Linked DNA regions of Mus musculus: regions 1, 3, 4 and 5 are each linked to region 2. A link is a contact called in public HiCAR-type and promoter capture Hi-C data. All regions are on one chromosome and are shown on one strand. The core of a region is the stretch at or near the end of the contact, and the rest is flanking DNA. Distances in the headings are between cores, read along the strand shown. Region 1 holds the start of Papolg (poly(A) polymerase gamma). Region 2 holds the start of Fancl (Fanconi anemia, complementation group L). Region 3 holds the start of Pus10 (pseudouridylate synthase 10). Region 4 holds the start of 0610010F05Rik (RIKEN cDNA 0610010F05 gene). Region 5 holds the start of Ppp4r3b (protein phosphatase 4 regulatory subunit 3B).

Region 1 (4,625 bases), core at 1,130-3,629, 2.5 Mb after region 2:
ACACACATGGATACACATAAATGAAGGTAAAAATAATTATAAAAGGCAAAACATGATAGGCTCTTCAATTGTTCAAATTATGTTCCTAGTTTCATATATCCTAGGTTCAGGAAAGTAAATAGACTCCTGTCCTCCTTCCTCTGGACCAACTTGACGTTTTAAAAAGTGGCAAATTGTGTGAATACAGCCATCCCTTGGTATTAAGGAGCTAGTCTGAGAGCCTCTTACTGGTTCCAACACTAACACTAAGAGGTGTTCAAGTTCCCTCTATAAAATGGCACCATATTTGCATATAACCTACAAACATCATCTCACATACTTTAAACTATCTATAGATTAATTATAAAGCTTAATGCAATTTAAAATGCTATGTAAATAGAGAGTAATGCCAAAAAAAAACTTAGAAAGCAAAGACAGACACATCTCTGTGAGTTCAAGGTCAGTCTGGTTTACATACTGAGTTCTGAGCTACAGAGTAAGACGTGTCTTTAAAAAAAAAAAGTAGTTTTGAGAATCACAAGAAAAAGATATGTACATCTTCAGTGTGGATAGAATTTTATCTTGAATAATTAAAATACAAGGTTGGTTGAATCTGAAGATATAGCTGGTGGATCTGGAAAATTGACTACAACTCTACCAGCAACAAGAACTTTACATTAGAAACCAGAGACGTATGCTAAAATTCAGTGCTGAGTGAATAAAACTGAACCACAGAAGGCAATCTTTCCTCTTTGAGGAGACAATAGACTGGATGAAGGCAGAAGATGCTGTAAAGCGTCCTCCAAAATTCACAATGAAGAACGAAGTTGAGCGAAAGTAAGCTAAGAGGCTTTTAAGAATTGCAAGGCTGGGGTGTCACTCCTCCTCCTGATACTAGGGCAACGGTGCCTGAGCACAGTAATATTATGGTTGTGTAGCAAAGTGTTCTTATTAGATACGCATATCAAAGTATTTTTAACGTTTAAAATTGGGACTGTGAATAAGGCTCAGTGGATAAAGCTGTTTGCTGCCAAGTCTGAGGAATCAATTTTGATCCCAGCGACTGAAATGGTGAAAAGGGAGAACAGAACAGACTCTAGAAGTCATCCTCTGACTCCCTGCAGGCTAAAGTAAGTGTACTTTACATTTTTTTCTTAAAGAAAAAGTTCAAGGTTAACGTAAACTTTATTTTAAAGTTCTAGAAGTCACAAAGCTAGCAAATAACAAAGGTGGGTCTGCTTCGAATCAAATCCCAGTCTAGCGACCTCCTGAGCTCCATTTTGTCTTCTCATAACCTACCAAAATCTGTACTCCCAAATCCTGCTAATATACAGAATCCTCTCTTTTAGGAAGCTATTAGTGACTTTCCTCCATGTTTAGATGGTCCTCTTTTGGTCCCCCAATGACAACTGGACCCCATCTGTATTTAAATAGTGTATATATATATTTTCTCATCCACTCGCAATAAACTCTTGAGGATACGAATCTAGTTCCTACAGTGTGTAATACATACTTCTGCAGCAGCAGAATATCACTCATATTTGAAGTTTTTCTCCACCTTTTGATGGGAAAACTCTGAACTTGCTCAGGTCAAACCACAGACCTGCTTTTATGCATCAAACATGGAGCATAAACAAACTGACAGACCAGATTTTCAATAAATACTTTGAGTGAATAAATGAATAATTCAGAAAGTAACCTCCTTTCCCGTGACTGAGTCTCATTCCCCAAACAACCGTGCTTGACTCTTGGGAGAAAAAGACAGGGTTTGAAATTACTTTTATCCTTTAACATTTAAACATTGGTCATTTTCTCCCTCATTTTCACCGTCATAATCACACAGAACATGATTTTCACTATTTGAAAATGTGAGGTTTGGGGGCAGAGCGGTGGAAATCCTTGGGTTTATCTTACGGCTAACTAGTAGCAATTATGTTCAACATCTCAGCTAAATGCCACAAAGTCATAAATTGGGACTTGGAGGTGGTACTCCGAGGGAAAAGAATACAAGTTAAGCTGATTTATTTATAAGCTTTCTTCCCTGGATTGGTTGTGTTAAAGTCGCACCTTCTTGGGTGTGACCCTCGGTGACAAAAATCTTCTCAATGTGTACTTATTAAGTCTATGACTTTAAGATGTGGGATAACGGAAGAGTTAAAATGGTGTTAGGGAAAGCGGTGGTTTTTTTTCTAGATGCTTTTATTGCAGAAACAAGGGGAAATTGACAAATAACCTTCCCAGAGGTTTGCCTGAATTGACAATCCCACAGACCAGGGAGACCTGACACTCTGACAGATGCTTTTGCTGCAAGTCCGCTGAGGTGGGCGGGTCCCGGGAACTCAAGGCTGGGTGGGGGTGTGCCCGAGGGCGGGCCCAGGGCTGCAGGGCGGAGCCGCGGAAGGCGAGAGGCAGCCTGGGAAGTAGCGCCATATTGGCGGTGGCCGCGCTGTATTGTCATAAATAGAGCCGGTTTTGTGGTGTTTTCACTACTCGGTTGAATGCCTCGGCTGTAGAGAGTGGGGAAGTGAGCGAGCTACAAGCGAGCGAAGGGAATTGGACAGAGGAAGGAAGAGAGGGCAAGAACAGGACCCCAAAGCGAAAGACACTCGCTGGAGAGAGACGCAGGAAGCGATGAAAGAGATGTCTGCGTAAGTGGGGGCGGCGGTTGAGGGCGAGGTGGAGAGAGGTGCGCTGAGGTGGGCAGCCCCGGCTTCCAGCCCCTGCGCCTGGCACCCTGCGCAGCCGGCCGGGACCTCTGCTTTCCGCTGCCCTCCACTCCGCAAGGGCATCTCCCCTACCCGGGACTCACCTGGCCGCCCGGCGGGGATTCGGGAGTCGCCGTCAGCCCCCCGCCGCCCGCCTCTGAGGACGCCCCCAGACCAGGATGAGGGGGAAAGGCGCGTGTGGCTGAGGAGAAAAAACGGTCGGTCACTCTCCTGCCCCAGCCGTGTCTGAGCCCGTCTATTCTGTCTGCATTGGCGCAAATACCATCCCCCTGCCTCCCCTCCTCCCGGCCGGACCCGCTATCTTTCAGGTCTTTCGGAGAGGGACTGACCTAGCGGAGCCCCTAGGTTTGCGGTTGCTCCATGAGAAAGGCTAAACCCTCTACCCCGTTCCTTCCCACCGACCCACAATATCTACCGGGCTGTATCTATCCCCTGCTCACACTTTGATAAGTCGGAAGCAGTTTCTGTACTTGTCAAGAATTTATTAGAATTTCTTACCTTTCACTTTATCCGGAAATAATTTCAACGTACAGAAAAATGCACAGAAATACAAAACACCATTTGTGTAGCCACCACCCATTTTTCCCTAAGACTAACATGGGGTGTGTTCTTAGCTCTTTAACCTTTCTTTCTTGAAAAGAAGTCGAGCATTCCAATACATCTGAAGACTCGCCTATCCTTTCTCTGATTGCATTCACGACGCTCTTCCAAGGCCCCAGAGCACTGAGTTTGGTGTTTCTTGTTACTGCATTTTTAATGTTGATAGTACCTATCCCTGTATCCATAAAAACTGTGTACCTGTTTTAAACTGTTTATAGGGTATTTATTATCAGTTACTACTCTGTAGACTGGTTCTTTAGAACATGATCTCTCTGACCTTTTGCTATGTTAATATTTTCATTATTAGTTATTTTTTATTAACTAATGTATTCCGTTTATAAACATAGCCCAGTGTAGTACTTTTAGTGACTATTTTGAGCTATTTAAAAGTTTTTTATAGAATGTCAGTGAGAATTCTATTTACCTATCTTTGTACCTTCAGTAACATTTCTGTAAGGTTTTTTTTTTTTTTCCTTGTAAGTGAAATTCATAACACTTTTTGAGACCTACTTCTTAGAGTTCCTGTTTGGTTTGATTTTATGAAAATCTGTCTGTGCCATGTATTAATCACACACTAATCTTGCTCAGACAACCTTATCTCTCATAGACAGACAGACAGACAGACAGATAGATAGATAGAACTTGAAATAATTAATTGAAGTTTTGTTTGTTCTACAGCAAGATAAAAATGGGAGAGAAATTAGAGTTGGGTTTTTTAAAATACTCCCTTATATTTCATTAAGTCATTTCAAAGGTATATAGGCTGTTTGTTGAGATGAGGTTTCACATGGCCATGAGCTTGCTTCTGCCTCTACCACTTGACTTGTGCCACCAAACCTGGCTAAGCTATCTTATCTTCTCTATTGTCCTTTCTTTCTCCCCATCCTGTAAAACCTCCAGCTGAAAAACATGTTTTAGTTTGTGGACTTACAAGTCACTGCTGTTTTGTTAGTTCGGTTTTTGGTTCAGAGATGGAACTCAGGGCACTACACATGAAACAGTCTGTCACTGAGGTACATCTCCAACCTCAAGGCAATTTTTAAGCATTTAAAATGCAAAAAGAATTAACTACAGTTGTATTTTTGTGGTGTTTACATTTTAAATTGATAAACTTGCACATAATTTGTACAGTGACTAGTTTAAAGCAATTGGCTTGTCCATCACATTTACTGATTACTTATATAAATATGTATACTGTAATTAATTAGTATTTATCACAGTTGCCCTACTGTGCTTAGAATTAATTATAGAGCCAGGCATAACACAGACCTTTAATCCAAACCCCATGAGGCAGAGGCAGGCTGATCTCTGAGTTCAAGT
Region 2 (4,284 bases), core at 1,193-3,692:
GATGGAACTTGGGAGTCTTGTGAAAGAGTTGGAGGAAGGATTGTGGGACTTGGAGGTACAGAGACTCAGGTCTCCACAAGAAAACCAAAAGGTTCAACCAACCTGGACCCTTGGGGGGCTCCAAGAGACTGAACCACCAACCAAAGGGCATACATGGGCTGGATCTAGGCCTCCATACACACATGTTTAAGAAAAGTGCAGCTTGGTCTTCACATGAGTCCCTCAACAACTGGAAAGAGTCCTGCCCCTGACTCTGCTGCCAGCCTGTGGATCCTGTTCCCTTAACTGAGTTGCCTTGTCTGATGTCAGTGGGAGACAATGTGTCTAGTCCTGCAATGGCTTCAGGTAGGTGCCGGGTGGGCTGGTTCCTGGGCAGAAGGGAGCAGCTCCCCTCCTCAGAGGAGAAGAGGAGGGGGGGGGGCTATGGGGGGGATGGGGAGAGTAATCAGGATGTAAAGTAAGTGAAGAAATAAATAAATAAATAAATAAATGGGAAAAATGGAACTAAAATGAATGAATGAATGAATGAATGAATGAATATGCAGTATATAAGTGAATGTGTAATGGCCCAAAGAACCTCACCGAAAAGTACTCGTTAATTTCAAAAGAAGATCTGGCAGAAGCCACACTAACCTAGTAACTGGCATTATTAATATCAACACTGGGAGTAGTTGACTTCATGTGCCTTGAAGGGAACACAGGACAGTTTCTGGGATGCCCCTGCCCAAACACATTCCCAGAATTCAATGGTGAGAAAATATCAAACCTAATAAGCTTAACTCTTAAAAATAAAATTCAAGTTAATAAAAACACAGACTAAGAACTGCTCCAAAAGAAGAGATAAGATAATTAAATACTCCATGAAATTTTACACCGCATAGCAGTTGTAGTAACTGTACTGAGGTTAGGTTTGAGTGGACCCTTGTTTTATGAAATGAGTGCTAAATTATTTAGAGATAAAACAGCAAGAAACGTATCTATGATTTAATCTCAAAGGGTAAGGTAAGTGTGTGCACAGGACCAACCACAATCACACTCAGGATAAAATCAGTTGTGCTGGATAGCTTTTAGACAGTGCTTAAGACTCAAAGGCATGCTTAAGGAATAAAAAATTAGAAATTACCTACATCGAAGGCTAACGTATTTCCGGTCTAATCTTATGGCTATAATTGTTTTCTAAAGTGCTATTGGAGATACAGACAAGTGATGTGAAACACTTGTTTCTGCCTGTCCTGTGCAACACTTGCCTGGCATGTGAATGGCTGCAGGTTCAATTCCCAGAACAGATGTGCACATGCATGCGCACAAATTCATTCTCTCTCTCTCTCTCTCTCTCTCTCTCTCTCTCTCTCTCTCTCACGTTTCTGAATGTTTCTGTAAATGTGAAAAACATTTTAACTGGATATTTCAACAGTTAAGCAAAAGGTGGCTAACTCATTTCCATCTATAATAAATTTTAGCCATTCTTTAAAGGTTCACATGGTTTGAAAATCCCTAAGGAAGTCCATGCTTCCTGTGTGTATATTTATCACAGAGAATTTTCTTAACTCCCAGGAATGTTTAGGGACAAGTGTTACTATTTAGAAAATCTGGTATCTGCTCAGCATTCTAGAGGTTGTTGCTTCAACACACGTGGAAATTAATGACTCCTGTCATTAAAGGGCAAGTTACACGTAGCTGAGTTTAATATTCAGAGGAAAAGTCCATAGTCAAAATCTTAAATTAAGGTAATTTGTTGTACCATGGGGGGGGGGGGGGGGGGGCCCGCTGGGGTGAGATTTTCTAAACAGTAAGAGTTTCAGAGGTAACTGACACCATCATAGTCAAGGTAGTCTCTCTAGATTTCCCAGGATCTGATTTCAACTATAAAATAATGGGGTTTGGATTTTTCTGTTTGTGTAGGTTCGGCTTAATAGTGGACCCTGAGTGCTCTATAAATCAAAATCGTAAGTGTAGTAACACACCGCCGTGATGAACTCTGGTTAAGACCTACAGAACTGCACCTCCCTCTTCCACCACCAGCCAGGCACCGGCGAGCCGCCCCGCCCACCCTGTGTCGCGCGGCGTCGCCACCTAGCGACCGCGCATGCGCAGAGTATCGGCGCTACTTCTCCAGGCTCTGCTACACTCTCCCAGCCAGGCAGCCGGAGACGCCGCGGTCAGGCTTTGCCACGAGTGACAGGCTCTCGCGCGACAGAACGACCCCTCAGGGTACCTGAGCCGAAATGAATCCCTCATACACAGTTTTCTCCCGGTTCTGAGGAAGTAGCAGCGGGAAATGGCGCAACAGGCTTGCTTCTGCTTCGTCCATGGCGCACAGGAATGGCCGCCGCACATGCGCAGTCTGCAAAGGGACGGGGCGGAAACCCGCTTCGGCGGGAAAAACTAACTGGTGGGTACGCTGCCCTGACCTGGACAATGAACTGGGCCAACTGGTCTGCTTAGTAGCAGGAGAAAGCAGGAGAAAGGAAGATCACTCACAAGTCCACAGGCCTGACGGTTCAGGATTATTCTGACCTTGACTGTCAAAAAATAAAACTAGCAAAATCCTCTTGTTGATTTCATTGAAGACTGATGCAACTCCAAAGCTGACTTTCCTACTTTGACAGGGCATTTACAGTGTGCCCATAGCATACTGTTTTTACCCTGAACCTGCCCCATCACCTCTCCTGTTCTTGCGTTTGCTCTGGACTAGATCTCCTGTATACTCCCAGTATACCCTTCAACCAAATGCATATGTAAATAAATTGTACATTCAATACATCATGTATATTGTATGCTGATTCAGTGTTGTACTGTTTTTAATTAGATATATTTAAAGGAAGCCCATAGAAATTGTGAGAGATTCAATTTATTCTTGAGGTGGTAGACTGACAAAATTTCCTATACATTCTGGTAACTTAGAAATGGTTACTCATTCACTCATTTCTAAATATAGATTTAAGAAAACGTGGGGGGAGGGGGTGTTGATTGTGTAAGAAACTTGTTAATAGTTACCATATGATAATTTGGCATTAGAATAAGTCACTTTTGATTCTACTATTTTTAAGATCACTGTAATATGTTAGTAAGTAAGATTGTGCAAAGATGAATAAGATATTCTTCCTATTCTTATTGCCCTCATTGAAGATTGGATTTTAAAAGATTAATAGATTGGCAGAATTTGTCACAATATTCTGAATGCTTGAAGAACACAAGAATGTTGTACTTGTTACACTAAGACTGTGGTTCGCAACCTTCTTAGTGACCCCCCCCAACCATAAAATTATGTTGTTGCTTCTTTGTAACCGTAATTTTGCTACTGTTATGAATCACAATTTAAGTGTTTTTGGAGAACCAGTATGATAAGACTTTCTCAAAATGTGACTCAGATTGCAGTGTTGTCAGCACTAAAAAAAAAAAAAAAAAAAAAAGGTACACAACTTTATACAAGTGTTACAGCTCTGAGGAGAAAGGTTTCCCCAATGCAAGTGTTGCAACTCTGAGGAGAAAGGTATCCTGGCAGTCTGGAGCCAAAGAATATTACACAATCCCACAATACAACAGACCTCACACAAGAAGATTATTAGAAAAAATACAGGAGGATGGCTGCATCTGCTTGGGGAAAAAGCAGCAAAGAACTAAGCTAGAAACAGGCTTTACACAGGGATTCTTTGGGAGTTTTTCAGGGTGGGGATTGGTGGGACTCCAAGTTTGAGTTTTAGGCTATCTCAGGGATTGGTGGGTTTTCAAGCAAAGGGATTGGTAAGTGAGCTAGGACACTTTTTTTTACCATACAATTAAGGAAACAAAAGTTTACCACTGAGGGATTCGGGGCATACAACCTTGGCATTTGAATAAACAACAAAACCTAGATCAATCCAATCACCTCTGGCCCCCCACAGCAGCTCCTGAAATACTCACTTCAGATTGCCTTCTTTATGCCTGGAATAAACAACTCTCCCTGACTCTGAAGAGGCAAGGACAGGGAAAAGAAGCTACATATGAATTGCTAAAATTGCCCCAGTTTGTAACTATTAGATCATACCTCCTTAGTATAGTCATACTGTCTTATTAAAAAAAAAAAAAAAAAAAAAAAAAGGTTTCTATGTTGCATTGAATCTCAGTTTGTTAGTTTTATATGCCATAGAAATTGTACTAAACAAATTTTATGCTTTTGTTAATTTGTCTGAAAATTTATGTACTCTTTTATTTTTCTGGATTTTCATCATGTATCATTTTAACCCAGCATTAATTCCTCATGTCCTCCTAAAGTGTCTGAAATAGAATTTTTTTCTCAGCTCA
Region 3 (4,203 bases), core at 725-3,224, 2.7 Mb after region 2:
TAGTTACCTGAAAATAGTTATATTCCTACATCAAGTTTTTAAGGTAATTGCAGTTTCAAAATTACCTTTGTAGGAATAATTTTATTAATCTTCCTTCTTTTTTTTGATATTTTTTTAATTAGGTATTTTCCTCGTTTACATTTCCCATGCTATCCCAAAAGTTCCCCCATACCCACCCCCCCAATCCCCTACCCACCCACTTCCCCTTTTTGGCCCTGGCGTTCCCCTGTACTGGGGCATATAAAGTTTGCAAGTCCAAAGGGCCTCTCTTTCCAGTGATGGCTGACTAGGCCATCTTTTGATACATAGGCAGCTAGAGACAAGAGCTCCGGGGTACTGGTTAGTTCATATTGTTGTTCCACATATAGGGTTGCAGTTCCCTTTAGCTCCTTGGGTACTTTCTCTAGCTCCTCCATTGGGGGCCGTGTGACCCATCCAATAGCTGATAATCTTCCTTTTTTAGTGGAATTATATGTTACTCACAGGACTCAAAGCTAGTGACATTCATTCCAAACTATAAAAAAACATTCTTTAATTTAAAAAGAATATACCTTGGATGGGTGTTTGTAAGGTGCGGGAAGATCCACACCACAGAATCTTAAGATGCATCTTGGACAGGTGCCAGAACTGAACAACAGCTGTGCCACGTGCTTGTTCTCCTCAGTCAGTGGAAGCATACTAGAAGAAACTAAAATGAGCACTTTCAGTATTCTACAGCTACGTGCTGTATTTATGTCCTTAAAAAGAAAAGCTTTCATTTGAAAAATTCTATTTTGTACCCTTCAAATACTGCTTGTCATATCTATATTCTAAAATATGAACTTGACTAAGTGAGTATGTGGATTACAGGGGAGAGGAACAAAGAAAGACAAGCTTGCTCTGGACATGACATTAAAAACTTTCCGATTCCGGGACTTGGGACCACTCAGGGTTGCCTGTGTAAACCTTTCAAGGAAGTACTTACAATATGGGAATATACTCTATTAAAGAAAAAAAAATCAAGAAACTCCATGTGGCCAAGTATTTATTTCAGTTTCATAATCCCGTCTATCAGTTCACTTAACCTATTAATTTAATGTTAAGTAAAGAGTCTATGAGGAGTTGGAAATAATTATGTAAAAATGCATCTTCTTGCCAGGTGTAAGCGCTCACGCTTATAATTTCAGTACACAAGAAACAAGAAGATCTCCATGAGTTCAAAGCTAACCTAGGCTAAATAGAGAATCAAAGCCAGCGGGGGAGAGGGGGGTAGCTGAAACAGTCTTGAGTTTCACACCATAAGATCTTTTTTAATGCATTTCCTCCTGCACAGGCATAGTTCGTCCTCTGGCATGGGAGTAGGGGAAAGGTAAGGGGAAAGCTCTGTTCTGGCCAAACAAGCCCTTAACTCTATGTGCTGAGGTTCTAGAAACTTACCACTCACTCCACCTGACTAACAAACAAAAGGGACTGCAGCTACGCCTCTTCGACACCCAGTCCCTAACCCCTCACCTCGTACTTCCTAGGCCTTACCTTCTCCCAAGATGCCGCAGCCGAGTCTTAACCCTTTTCGGCCCTGGGTGGGAACGGGGAAGAGTAAAGACAGCGCACCTACTGCGCTCAGCCGTTGTGTTCCCCAAGAAAACCAGAGCTTTACAACGAAAGTACCAGGCCCCTCACGAGAGGAATGCAGGAACCCCCTCGTCTTACACGGTGACCTGTAAGGCTGTCCGCCTGGCAGCCTGCACTCCCCCTAGCTCTACGAACGAAAGACTGCGAGGGGCTTTACTGCTAGCCTTAAAGGGTCGGCCGGCAAAGGAGCCTCCGACGGACTCGGCACCTAGGTCGTAGTAGCTGCTGCCAGAAACGTCGATGAGCCCCTACTCAAATTTGAAACCCAGACTAGGGAAAAGAAAGAGGGACGTCCCGCTCTCCCGACTCCCGACCCCCTCCCACACCCCAGCAAATTAGCTGTTCCCTTCCTCCTTCCTCCAGCTTCGCCTGACCACACGCCTTGGCCTGACGTCAGGCGTGGGCGGGGCGGAGGGCTCGGTGTTCTGCCTGTCGTGCCTGGCAAGCGAGGCGCTCCTTCACCCAGCCGTCGCAGTCGCTTCCCTGAGCCGGAGCGGAGCTGGCGGAGAGATGGCCTCCCAGCCGCCGCCGCCCCCCAAACCCTGGGAGTCTCGCAGAATTCCCGGGGCCGGCCCCGGGCCGGGCTCCGGCCCCGGCCCCACTTACCAGTGAGTGTGAGGTGTTTGGGCCGCGACTTTGGAGGCCAGAGCGGGGACTTGGCAGGAGGCGGTTGAAGCCGTTATTGGGGGGAGGCGTCGCTTCCCGCTGCCGGCCCGGGGCGAGTGCAGAGCGGGTCTGGAGTCTGCTGGCTGTACGACCGCCCGTTCTTCCCCCGGGCGCCCCGCCGGCCCCACGGATGCAGGAGCTAGAAAGAAAAGCGGCGCTTCCCTGCCTTTTCGCTTTTGCGGGACATGGGGGGGCGGGACAGCCTGACCCGCTTCAAAGCGACGAGCTTGGGTCTGCTGCCGAGCGCGACGTTGGCCCAGCCAGGACAAGGATAGAGAGCAAAAGTCATGGAAAAGCTTTACAGCCTCTCCAGAAGTTGGTTGAACGACCCAAAGGTCACGTTTACGCAACATGGAATCCAAGCTCTTACCCTTGGCTTTCTTTTCTAGCATAACTTAACGTTTAGGTTGAGGGTTGAAAGAATTCTAAGACAGGAATTCGAGGTCTGTGGGTAGCCTTTGTGTACAAAATTGTGTGTGTGACTGTCGTCTAAGGCCTATAAAGTTTTTATTTGCTTTGATTTAAATCAGTAACAAATGGGTCTGCAACTTTTAAAAATTTAAAACAGAATTAGAGTTTCAGGAACCTGTGTTTTCTTTGGATAAATAGATACCTTAATCCAGGCGACATGATTTCAGAGCAAGTTTGTACGTTTTCCTGGCGCGTAAAAATCTCTGTACGTTGGAGTACTTTTCTCTTATTGGAAAATCTGGTGCTCTTTTAAAAGTACTAAAACACTTGGGCACAGTAACTAATAGATACAATTAGAGTGATAAGCTGTATTTTTCGTGTTAAAGCAACACTTATTGGTGATACTTTCATTAGAATGTTTCTAAGTGTGTTCTTTGCTATCCCGTTAAACTTCTCTGAACATTACTTAGCCTTCTGGGTTTGTTGTTGTTTTGTTGTATGTGCCTTAAATTTTATGATTGTTTTCTGTACCTGTTTATATTTGTTTTACTAATGGTATGCAATTATGGGTTATTCCATTAATGTTGAACTTATCTTGCATTTTTAAATGAACCTACTTAGCTTCCTTTTTTTAATATACTGTCCTGGATTCTGTATTATTTTAAGATTTATGTTCCTATGTGATATTGGATTCCTTTTTTAAATTATACTTTTGTCTTTATATCAGTTTTTTAATGAGAAAATTTTGCACTGAAAATTTTTTTATTGAAAAGTTAACATTTTATTTCTTTAGGTAGATGATTTTTCTCTTTAAGATTTTATTGGGGCTGGCTGGAAAGATGACTCAGCAGTTAAGAGCACTGACTGCTCTTCCAGAGGTCTGGAGTTCAATTCCCAGCAACAGCATGGTGGCTCACAACCATGAGTTGTGATCCAAGAAGGCATGAGATCCAATGCCTTCTTCTGGTGTGTCTGAAGATAGCTATATATTGAAAATAAAATAAATAAACCAAAAAAAAGAAAAAAAAGATTTTATATAATACCTAGGTCCTCTGTGATATAACTATACACGTATAATCTGTATTTTTCCATCCATTTCAGTACCTACAGTATGCAGTACTCAAAGTATTTAAGAAATCACTTATTCATTTCTCTTTTTTTTTCTGTCTTTTATTCCTTTCTTTCTGTGTGTCTTTCTTTCTTTCTTCCTAGACAGATGTCTTGCCAGAGAGACAGGGTAGCCTTGAGCTCCCAGTGGTCTTTCTACCTAAACTTCCGCAGTGTTGGGACTTACAGGCAATCGCCTTCTGAATTTTTCTTAACTCACCAAAGTTTTTAACATAATTATACCTTTAAATATTGTTTGAACACTCATCTTCAAACCAGTGGTTCTCAATCTTCCTAATGCTACAACCCTTTAATACAGTTTTTCATGTTATGGTGACCTCAATCATAAAATTATTTTTGTTGCTACTTCATAAATATAATTTTGCTACTGTTAGGAATCATAATGTA
Region 4 (4,253 bases), core at 567-3,066, 2.8 Mb after region 2:
ACGGAGGACACCAAGAAAACAAGGCCCTCTAAACCAACATGGCCAAGCACACAAGAACTTGAGAGACTGAAGCAGCATGCACAGGGCTGCAACAGGCCCTCTGCACATATATTATGGCTTTCAGTTTAGTGTTTTTATGGGATTGCTGTGTGAGCAAGCTGGTCTCTGTCTCTTGTGCTTTCTCTTGTCTCTTTTTCTTCTGTTTGTCCAATTCTGGTGTGTTAATTTTTGTTTTATCTTGTATTTTATTTTATTGTTTAAAAAAAAGAGTAGCCGGGCATGGTGGCGCACACCTTTAATCTCACCACTCGGGAGGCAGAGGCAGGTGGATTTCTGAGTTCGAGGCCAGCCTGGTCTACAGAGTGAGTTCCAGGACAGCCAGGGCTATAAAGAGAAACCCTGTCTCGAAAAACCAAAAAAAAAAAAAAGAAAAGAAAAGAAAAAGTAATTGTATAACCTTCGTAGTGTGCCATGTTGATTAAAGTAGATAACAGATGCATACCTGGCATATATAAATGTTCCATGGATGATAGGCTTCCTTTACTGCATGCATTAATTTGACAAATGAGCCCTTCACAAGTCTGGTTACAAAAACCTGGGCATCACGAAGCATTCATAAAGCAGAAACCGTGGCTTATCTGCTGCCACACTTATCTGACTTGGAGGTCGAAAGCTCTATGTGCAGCCACTGAAGTTCAAGCTGAATGTGAACACATGTTCTCCTGAGAGCAAGACAGGGACCATTCGCTCCCAGCAGGAAGCCTGAGCCTGCGAAATGATCCAAGTGCTTCTCTCACCGTGCTACTCGGAGCTTCGCTGAGGTCTGAGGCCCATTATCAAATGTGGAAGCCTCATTCCTTGGGCATAATTTGGACTCTACCTGCACATTGAGACCACCTCCCCCCAGTGGGAAGGGAGATCTATTTGAGTGGTAGGAGGAAAGCCTTGGCAGATAAGGCGATTGAAGAGAAAACAATAAACAACAACAAAAAACAAACAAACGTTCAACTTCCTCTGGGAAACAAAAAAGAAATGAAGATTTGATCGAAACCATAACATTGAGAGTTACTTATATTCTTTTTGATATACAGCTTACACTGAATACATTGCTCGTTCTCACTGTCTCTGTCTCTGTCTCTGTCTCTCTCTCTCTCTGTCTCTCTCTCTCTCTCTCTCTCTCTCTCTGTCTCTGTCTCTCTCTGCTTGCAAACAGGTTTATTAGTGGACACTGTTTTAGTTTAATCTTGCCAGAACCATGGAGTGATTGCCAACGAAAACTCACATCTGGCCACTAATACATTTCCATCAGTGCTCTAAGACTGAACATCAATCAGCCTTCCAAGTTTAACACTGGAACATTTGCCACACTATATCTGAGAAGTCGCCAGCTTTTCAGTTTACAGTATGTTTCTAAGTCCCAGCCAACGCCCTATCCAATCATATATTTTTTCTGTTGAACCTAAGCAGCTTATAGCAAAATGAGTGACAGGGAAAGATTTATTCTTTTCATTCGAGCTCCCTTTATCTCCCACGTTCAAGATCAAGCGCTGAGGACCTAGTCGCTAAGAGACATGACGCTAAGAGAGTGGGGACGCTGCACTGCGACAGGCCAGAGAGGACGAGCCAGAGAGGGCAGGGTGAAGAGCAGGCTCTGTGCAGCGGTGGGCTGCACTCTGGCACCGCCCGCACCCGCCCACCCGCAGGATCTCGTCGCTCATTGGATGCTCTGCTGCGGCGCTAGCTTGCGATTGGCCCGGGCGCGTCGATCAGGCCCCGCCCCTCGGCGCTCTTGCTGGGCGGCTGGCTAGCGGGCGCAGGCGGGTGCGGCCGCGGCTCGTGAGGCCGCCTCAGCCTGGCGTGTGCGCCGGGTCGCGCCGTTCTGGGCGCGAGCGCGGGCGGTGCTGGCCGCTGCAGGTGACACCGGCGCGGTGAGGGCCGCCGCGGCCCTGTGGAGGTGAGAGAGACGCTGAGAGGCTGGGGCACCCACTCGGAAGCTGGAGTGGGGCGAGGGCCGGGAGCGCCGCTGCCCATCCGGGCGGGCGGACTGGCGGGCGGGCGGGCGGTGCGGGGCCCCGCTGCCCGGAAGCCCGCGGACGCCCGGGCGCTGCCTGCGGCCCCGTCCCGCCGCCGCCCTCGCCTACGCTCTTGGCGACGGAGCCCAGCTTCGGTCGCCGGACTCCGGCCCTCACAGTCCCCGCCAGGCTGCTTTCCGATGCCTTTGTCTGCTCCTCTCCAGCCCGCGCCTCGAGTCGGTGTCCACGCCGCGGAATCCCGGTCCCGAGGACGCGCCGCGCAGGGAGCCTCGGACCCGGGCTTGGAAAGGCTACTTACCCGGGTGGGCAGTGATGTCCGGTCTTTCAGAATCAGAGCCAACCGGCTGGGTCACACGTGTGGATGAGAGTCAGGAAGTCTGTTGTAGATCAGGACTAACAGCCTCCCTCTGCTGTGCCAGAGGCCTTCCACCTGTCCCTGTGACCACCCCCCACCTCCACTCCCTCCTCTGCCTAGGGAAAGATCAAGAGCCCCCTTTTCATTGAAAAATGAAAAGCAGATGCTTGTCCATATGAATAAGCCAAAATAAGGAATAGGTTATGTTCTTTAAAGGTGTAAAATGTTAAAACAATAGAATTTTTATATTTTAGTAAATAATGTTATTTATTTACTAAATATATTATACCTTAAACACTTTTAAAGTATGGTGTCATGCATGAGAGGATAATTTTGAGTTTTAGATATTTTCTTTTGGTCATAGTTTTTTATACGTTTATACCTTTCTCCAGAATGAGATGCATGTGCCAGCTGTTCTAAGACTGTATGTTATTCATACCCTAAAGGAAACATTCTCAGAGATTAGTTTAACTAGAATACACAGTAGTTTTTTTCCCTTGATTGGAAAGATTCAATTGTGTCAACAGAAAAAAAATTCACACCCAAGTTACTTAAATCATCCATTACCACGAATAAATGAGTATTATATTTGAAATATACAAGTTTTTAAGAATTTGATGGAGACATCTTTCTTGTTATTTTAATTAAGTGCTGGGAACTTAGCTCATTTGTGGAGTACACTGCCACCACCACCACCAAAAACAGAAAATAAATTTTAATTAAATATCTGAAAGTTAAAAGTGAAAAAGCAGCACACAAGGGGTCTTTGTCTTGAGTTCTACTTTAAACTGTTTAGTCGCCTTTTCTCCTTTCCAGTGCTGGTTGTCCAACCCAGGGCCTCGCACATCTCCATTCCCATCCTAAACGTCTTCCTAAGGTCCAAACAAATTATAATTAAACACCGCTTTCCAAATCATTTGTCCTCAGGAAAAGGAATGCACACATTACCCATGTAAGCAGAGAACAACATTTTGTTCACTGAAGATTAAGATTCCACATTATTTAATGTGTGTACTTAAATATTCATATAAATTGTAAATCTTCAGCTTGGAGTGGGTTCCAAAAGATACATTGTTTCTTTAAGGCTTTGAGACTTTATTAAGTCAGCAAACATTTTTTGGCACTATCTGTTTTGCTGGGGTTTTTTTTTGTTTGTTTGTTTGTTTTTTTTTGAGGAATCAAAGAGCTGAGTGTGTCTGAACACACTTGAAATCCCTGTGCTCTAAGACGGGAAGATCATGAGTTAGAAGCCAGCCTGGACTACAAAGCCAGACCTACCCCAGGTGGATAAAAATGAAATTCTGTTCTGGGCAGTGCTTTCTAAGGGATTCAACAAAATTCTTGAAAAATTTTATGTCAGTAACAGCCAAAATAGGATAAGGAAAAACAATTGCCATAATAAATTGTGGTGCACATTTTGCATGCCAGACACTGTGCTGGGTACTTTATGGTATTGTTTAATTCTCACAATAATCTTAAAAGTAGTTATTATTTTCCTTATAGCAAGCCCAAGATTGCACTGCTAGAAATGGAGCAGCTTGGTAAGTATTCATAGCCTGTTTTATTGGCAGCATACTTCATGCTATGCTTTGTTATCTTTATGAATCTGTTTAAGAATCTCAGAAGTGCTACTGCTACAGACATCCAGTCCTCACTGTGTCAGGTGATTTTCTTACCAAGGATCACAGAAAGAGAGCACCTATGGTTTGACTTTTGTTTTGCAGATGAGGAAACTGAGACACGGATTATCTGAATTAGACAATATCTTAATGGTAGAACCAAGATATAAAGTTGGACAGTTTGACTTCAGAATCTATACTTGTAACTCGTACATTGTACTGGGCCTTCAGTAAGGTACATCTCAG
Region 5 (4,786 bases), core at 1,455-3,954, 2.8 Mb before region 2:
TGTAAAGTATGTTATCAATAGTATATTGTAAAAAGTTTAAAAACACAAAGACTACATATCATTTATGACTATATACATATGCAAGAAGGGTATAAAAAGCATATATACAGAATACAGAGCAATTTCATAATAGGGTTACCATAGGGAGAATAGAGAATAGACAAAATGAGGTAGATACAAAGGAGATTTTACCTCTATCCATGTTAAACATTACAAAAGGTTGAAAAAATATATTATGTTAATATTGTTAAATCTGATGGTGTTATTATATAATGGAGTCCACTATATTATTCTCTAAACTATTTAATATTGTTAGTATTTCATAATAAAAATGAAAACATCCACAGATGACGTCATGTTAACTAATTAGAAATACTAAAACAGATTTCCTTTCCCAAAGTGACAATAAATATTAACAGAAAATGCTGCATAATTACCGATGTGTATATTTATTAAGTACCCATTTATTATTTTAAAATATGCATACAATTAGAAGCAGACTTAAATACTACTTAAAAAATTCTTCTCCTTGGTCAAAGGATTTAACTTCATACCACAAACAGGCTCTCCTTGCTTTAAAAACATCTCTTTGAATTATTTCTTAATGGTAGTAAGTGAACACTCTGAATTTTCTTTTAAGCCATTTCTTTCAAATGTGACTTAGAACAAAAGGTTTAGTGCATATAGAACAGACCTGGCTTACTTTAAAGATCAAAGAATACATTGTATTGCAATACAAACAGTGGCTCAATTAAAAACCAACATTAAATCACCAATATAAAAACTGCTTTTCAGTCTGAAACTCTCAAACTGAAGGAAAATATATATGGTTCCTAATTTTAGTTACCAAACTTTTTTTCTTGTCTGGAAAATATTCCCATCTTTGTCACATAAATAATACATCCTGGATCACAGATGAAGTTTTCAAATTAAAGATAAACAACTACTTGCCTGCTGTTTCTGATATGCAGTGTTTGGATTTATCTTTGACTCTAAGAGTAGCGATCCTGAAAGAGTAAAAAAAAAAAAAGTCTGAAATTATAAAACCTTCAGTAGCACACATCTAGTAAGCATTTCATGTCTTCTCACCAGATGAACATCTGAAGCTACAAATGTATTTTAATTCATATTTTCTAAATAAAGACTACATGGTTAACTTAGACTGTTTCATCCTACCTCCATATGTCCTCAGAAGGAAGGAAATGTGAAATCAATATTCAGACTATGAGGTAACTAAAACCTTTAAGGTCTAATTGACCATTTGAAGACTAAACTTTAACAAAAGCTGTTTCACTGAATTTCCTGTCTAACAAAACAAATTACAAGGACCCCAGAGAGACTTACCATACAAATGATATTTATCCTTTTCCTTTGACAAACCCTCCTCTTCATAATGTAGAAATAAATGCCTCTTAACTCCTAATGAGGGACTCTGCACTAGTACAACATTTGCCCAAAATGATCTAAGATTGCTATTCTTTTATTTCTTGAATGCATTAGCTGTTCCAGTTGGGCAGCTCTTGAGTATATATAAGTAGTAGCTTTTTTATTATGGCTGTCAGTTTTTAATATTAAAATGGTTTCTATGAATTCTGCAATCAACAAATACAACTTCACAGTCCGCTTTAGTTTTCTAACTTGCCGAGATTGTGGAACCCACTTTTTCACTCCCTACAACGGCAGCCTTGGAGGGATCAATCAATAAATATGTACGTGCTTGTGTGTTTCGTGGCAACAGTCTGTAGTAACTCCAAGAGAAAGTCCGTTTTAGTTTTCCCCAGCACCTGGCGATTGGAACAACTGAAACTTGTTTTTAAGGCAGAGTTTCTCTAAACCTTTTATGCTACATAGGTACAACCGACAGGACTGTACCTAAAGCGGCTCGGGAGTCGGGGGTCATCTCATGGGCGATATTCCTACCTGGTCTTCTACTGACTTCCCACTCATACATTCTAAACCTCAACTACCGGGTTGGGATGGGGGGGTGGGGGGGGGGGGAGAAGGAGTCAAATCCTCAATAGGGATGGAGGCGGAGAACTGCGAGTTCACGTCTGACAGAGAGTAAATCCAGGCCCAGCAGTTTGTTTTTATCGTAAAGAAGGGCAGGCTCAAGACCAATGCGCTGTCCCTAGTGGTGCTAGTCAGAATACAGTACCGGAGCGCAGCGCTTAACCCTCAGGTTGTGCCGCAACCGATGCACTATCCCCTACCCCACCGTTCCAATACCCTTACCGTCGGACTCGGCACGAACCAGCAGCGACATCCCCTTGAGCTCCTCTACGTAAGTGGAGGAGACGTGCCCGGTGCCTCGGTCGTCCCATTGCCGGTCTTCGTTAAGGGTATAGACCTTCACTCGCCTCCGTGTATCCGACATGGTGGCTTCTGGCCCCACCGTTCCAGCCGCCACCTCCTCGCTCACCTCGCCGGTATCCCTCACTCTTGAGAGCCGGTAGTGGCGGCAGCGGCGGTGGTGGCAGCGACTCTGGAGAGGCCCGAGTTTACCATGGCTCTAAAGGTTTAGCCGCGAGAAGGGGTGACCAGAGCCACCGAGAGCCCTCCGCTCGTGGTCTCCGCTACCCCTCCCTTCACCGCGGCGCACAACCACTCTCCCTTCCTTTTGCGTCCCGGAGCTCGCTCGCTCTCCCGCTGCCGCCGCCCGCCGCGGTTACTACTACAGATCCGCCATCTTGTAACCCGACTCTCTGCCTTTCTCTTCCTCTTCCAGCAGGTTCGTACGGGCTGCCCTAGCAGGGGCTACGGCGGCCGACGAGCCCAACGCACAGTACCTTTACCTCCGAACACACTTCCGGAGAGTCAGACCTCGGCGATCTCGCGAGGAGTGCGCCGCCGAGGTGAGCCGGCCAAGGAGGGACTTCCTCCTCTTTCGGCCCCGCTTCCTGATTCGGGAATCTCAGTTGGGCGGGGAAGTCCCGCGAGCTTTTCTACCTGCGCCGGGAGGAAGCGTGTGTAGAAGGTTGCCTTGGCGATGGAGTTGCCGAGTTGTTCTTCGGGATTTGTAGGGCTGATGTTGGTCATGTGGCGGGTTGTCAACTCTGGACTTGCTCTCAGCAGAACAGAGCCAGGCTGAGAAGTCCGAATGCGTGCACAGGACTAGAGTGAAGCCAAGTGTAGGGACTCAGGCTGACAGCCCGAAAAGGACTGAGACGGGGTGAGGGTGTTCGAGTCATTCGTGAAGACGATGGGAGGTCGAGCCTTCACCCACTAAAATCCGTTATAGAATCTGCGAGGCTTCTGCCGGGAAGGTGTTCCATGGCCACGATGAGCAGTGGGCGATCTAATGTTCCACAAACGCGTTGACAGTTCCTATTTCCCGCCGAAGCGTTCTTCCGTTAGCCGGGTACCACGGACCATTAAAAGGTTCAGAGAGACCGGCGGCAGCGACGAGGCAAGCACAGGCGTACAGCCTCACAATCCTCGGGGAGCTCTCAGCTTCATGTGCCGCAAGAACGGTTTCCAGCGTGAAGTTAACGTCGCTCAGAGCGTGACGCTCGCCCGAAGGCATCCGCTCCCAGCGTAGTTCTGCCGCCTCTCCGTTCTCTTATATGGTCCCTCAACTCTTGGCTCTAACCTGAAAGGTGAACACGGGGCAGGTGCACATGTTGATCCCGCGGTGTATTTCGGGAGTTGTAGTCATCACCATGCTTGTCAAAGTGTGCTTATGATTTGACGAGGTTAGGCGGCAACTCATGTTTAAAAGGGTGTCTTATGTACATAGTCGCTTGATTGAAAAGGATTTCAAAATTTGAACTATCATTGCGATTCTTTAAATGTATGAGGGACCAAGAAAATTAGCCTGGTCTGCTGTCATTTGCCTGTAACGACTGCATATGGAAATTGCAGCCTATGGTATGTAACAGGATTCTGCCTATGATAAAAGGACGTGAATCACTATACATAAGTCCCTGATAATCTGTGACTGATATGGACAAAATGTACTTTGAACCAGGGAAAATATGACTTGTTTGGGGAAGGCCATAGAAAGCTTTCCAGAGTCAGTGTTTTAGCCCAATGTTAGAGGACACCCAAGGATTTGTCTAAGCATCCTTTTCATTGCCCACTCTAAAGGAGAAAAGAACGTTGGCAAGAGCACTGGATAGATCCTGGAAGCCCACTCAGCCTTTAGGACAGAAATTTCAGGTGCCCAGAGCATTCTCTGTAGAATGTTTTGGTCAGGGTCCATCCAGCTTATGCTGTAGTCTGGAAGCATCACTGTGCCATAGCCATACCTTCCCCCAGAGTCTTTTACAAGGAAACTACAACTCCAAAAGGTTGTAGCCCAAATGAGCCCCTGATGTCCTTGATCTTTACAAGTAATACCTTTATATGTGAAAAAATTAAAATGGCAAAGAACTTCTGCAATGCAAGGTAAGTCTCTTCAGCTCCCGCTTCCCGCTATTCTCCAGAAAACAGTGACTATATCACTCCCCACTAGATCCCCTCTCATTCTCACTGTGTGTGAGGTTAGACTGGGGGCAGTTCCTTGGTGTGTGTCCTATACATTTGTACATTTGATTTAATGCTGCTATCATCATCTAAAAATGTTAAGTAATTTTTGAACATTGTTTTCTTTCCACTAGGTTTTATGCTGTATTTTGTTTTAGAAATAGTTTAGCATGTGCAAATGTGTGTGTAAATATACTGTAGTTGTCTTTTGATGATTTAAATGACTGTTTCCAGGACTCAAATCCATCCCAATATCTGTATGATGAAGTCTTTCATATAAAATGGCATATGTTTTGCTTATAACCTATAAGGTCCTGCAGAA

What was found. Promoter capture Hi-C pulls out the DNA fragments that hold promoters and counts their contacts. HiCAR-type assays count read pairs that join an accessible place to other places. Capture Hi-C pulls out chosen DNA fragments and counts their contacts.
Region 1: a promoter capture Hi-C map of pre-B cells shows a contact between it and region 2, with 4 times the contacts expected there. The contact joins the promoter of Papolg here to the promoter of Fancl in region 2. A contact is called at or near these places in 5 of 39 promoter capture datasets (the C10 cell line, cranial neural crest, embryonic stem cells and 2 more), 1 of 115 datasets of contacts at active chromatin or transcription factors (astrocytes) and 2 of 9 other capture datasets (adipose tissue and liver).
Region 3: a contact with region 2 is called in a promoter capture Hi-C map of pre-B cells, with 6 times the contacts expected there. The contact joins the promoter of Pus10 here to the promoter of Fancl in region 2. A contact is called at or near these places in 6 of 39 promoter capture datasets (the 3T3-L1 cell line, cranial neural crest, hippocampal neurons and 2 more), 1 of 115 datasets of contacts at active chromatin or transcription factors (astrocytes) and 2 of 9 other capture datasets (adipose tissue and liver).
Region 4: a promoter capture Hi-C map of adipose tissue shows a contact between it and region 2, with 4 times the contacts expected there. The contact joins the promoter of 0610010F05Rik here to the promoter of Fancl in region 2. A contact is called at or near these places in 1 of 39 promoter capture datasets (pre-B cells) and 2 of 9 other capture datasets (adipose tissue and liver).
Region 5: a contact with region 2 is called in a HiCAR-type map of astrocytes, with 3 times the contacts expected there. The contact joins the promoter of Ppp4r3b here to the promoter of Fancl in region 2. A contact is called at or near these places in 1 of 39 promoter capture datasets (the C10 cell line), 1 of 115 datasets of contacts at active chromatin or transcription factors (astrocytes) and 1 of 9 other capture datasets (adipose tissue).

Annotation. Positions count from the first base shown.
Region 1 is chr11:23,893,024-23,897,648 of GRCm38.p6, reverse strand. It overlaps Papolg (poly(A) polymerase gamma), which reads left to right and starts at 2,379. Exons shown (of 22, transcript NM_172555.2): 1 at 2,379-2,627. The coding sequence starts at 2,611. Gm12061 (a long non-coding RNA gene) reads right to left here and starts at 3,397. Exons shown (of 4, transcript XR_872317.3): 1 at 3,204-3,397; 2 at 2,789-2,886.
Region 2 is chr11:26,385,242-26,389,525 of GRCm38.p6, reverse strand. It overlaps Fancl (Fanconi anemia, complementation group L), which reads right to left and starts at 2,442. Exons shown (of 14, transcript NM_025923.3): 1 at 2,216-2,442. The coding sequence starts at 2,311.
Region 3 is chr11:23,663,763-23,667,965 of GRCm38.p6, reverse strand. Pus10 (pseudouridylate synthase 10) reads right to left here and starts at 1,974. Exons shown (of 18, transcript NM_028304.3): 1 at 1,513-1,974; 2 at 552-688. The coding sequence starts at 677. Pex13 (peroxisomal biogenesis factor 13) reads left to right here and starts at 2,083. Exons shown (of 4, transcript NM_023651.5): 1 at 2,083-2,219. The coding sequence starts at 2,122.
Region 4 is chr11:23,631,194-23,635,446 of GRCm38.p6, reverse strand. It overlaps 0610010F05Rik (RIKEN cDNA 0610010F05 gene), which reads left to right and starts at 1,816. Exons shown (of 22, transcript NM_027860.3): 1 at 1,816-1,954; 2 at 4,113-4,242.
Region 5 is chr11:29,170,894-29,175,679 of GRCm38.p6, reverse strand. It overlaps Ppp4r3b (protein phosphatase 4 regulatory subunit 3B), which reads right to left and starts at 2,704. Exons shown (of 16, transcript NM_134034.3): 1 at 2,233-2,704; 2 at 952-1,007. The coding sequence starts at 2,374.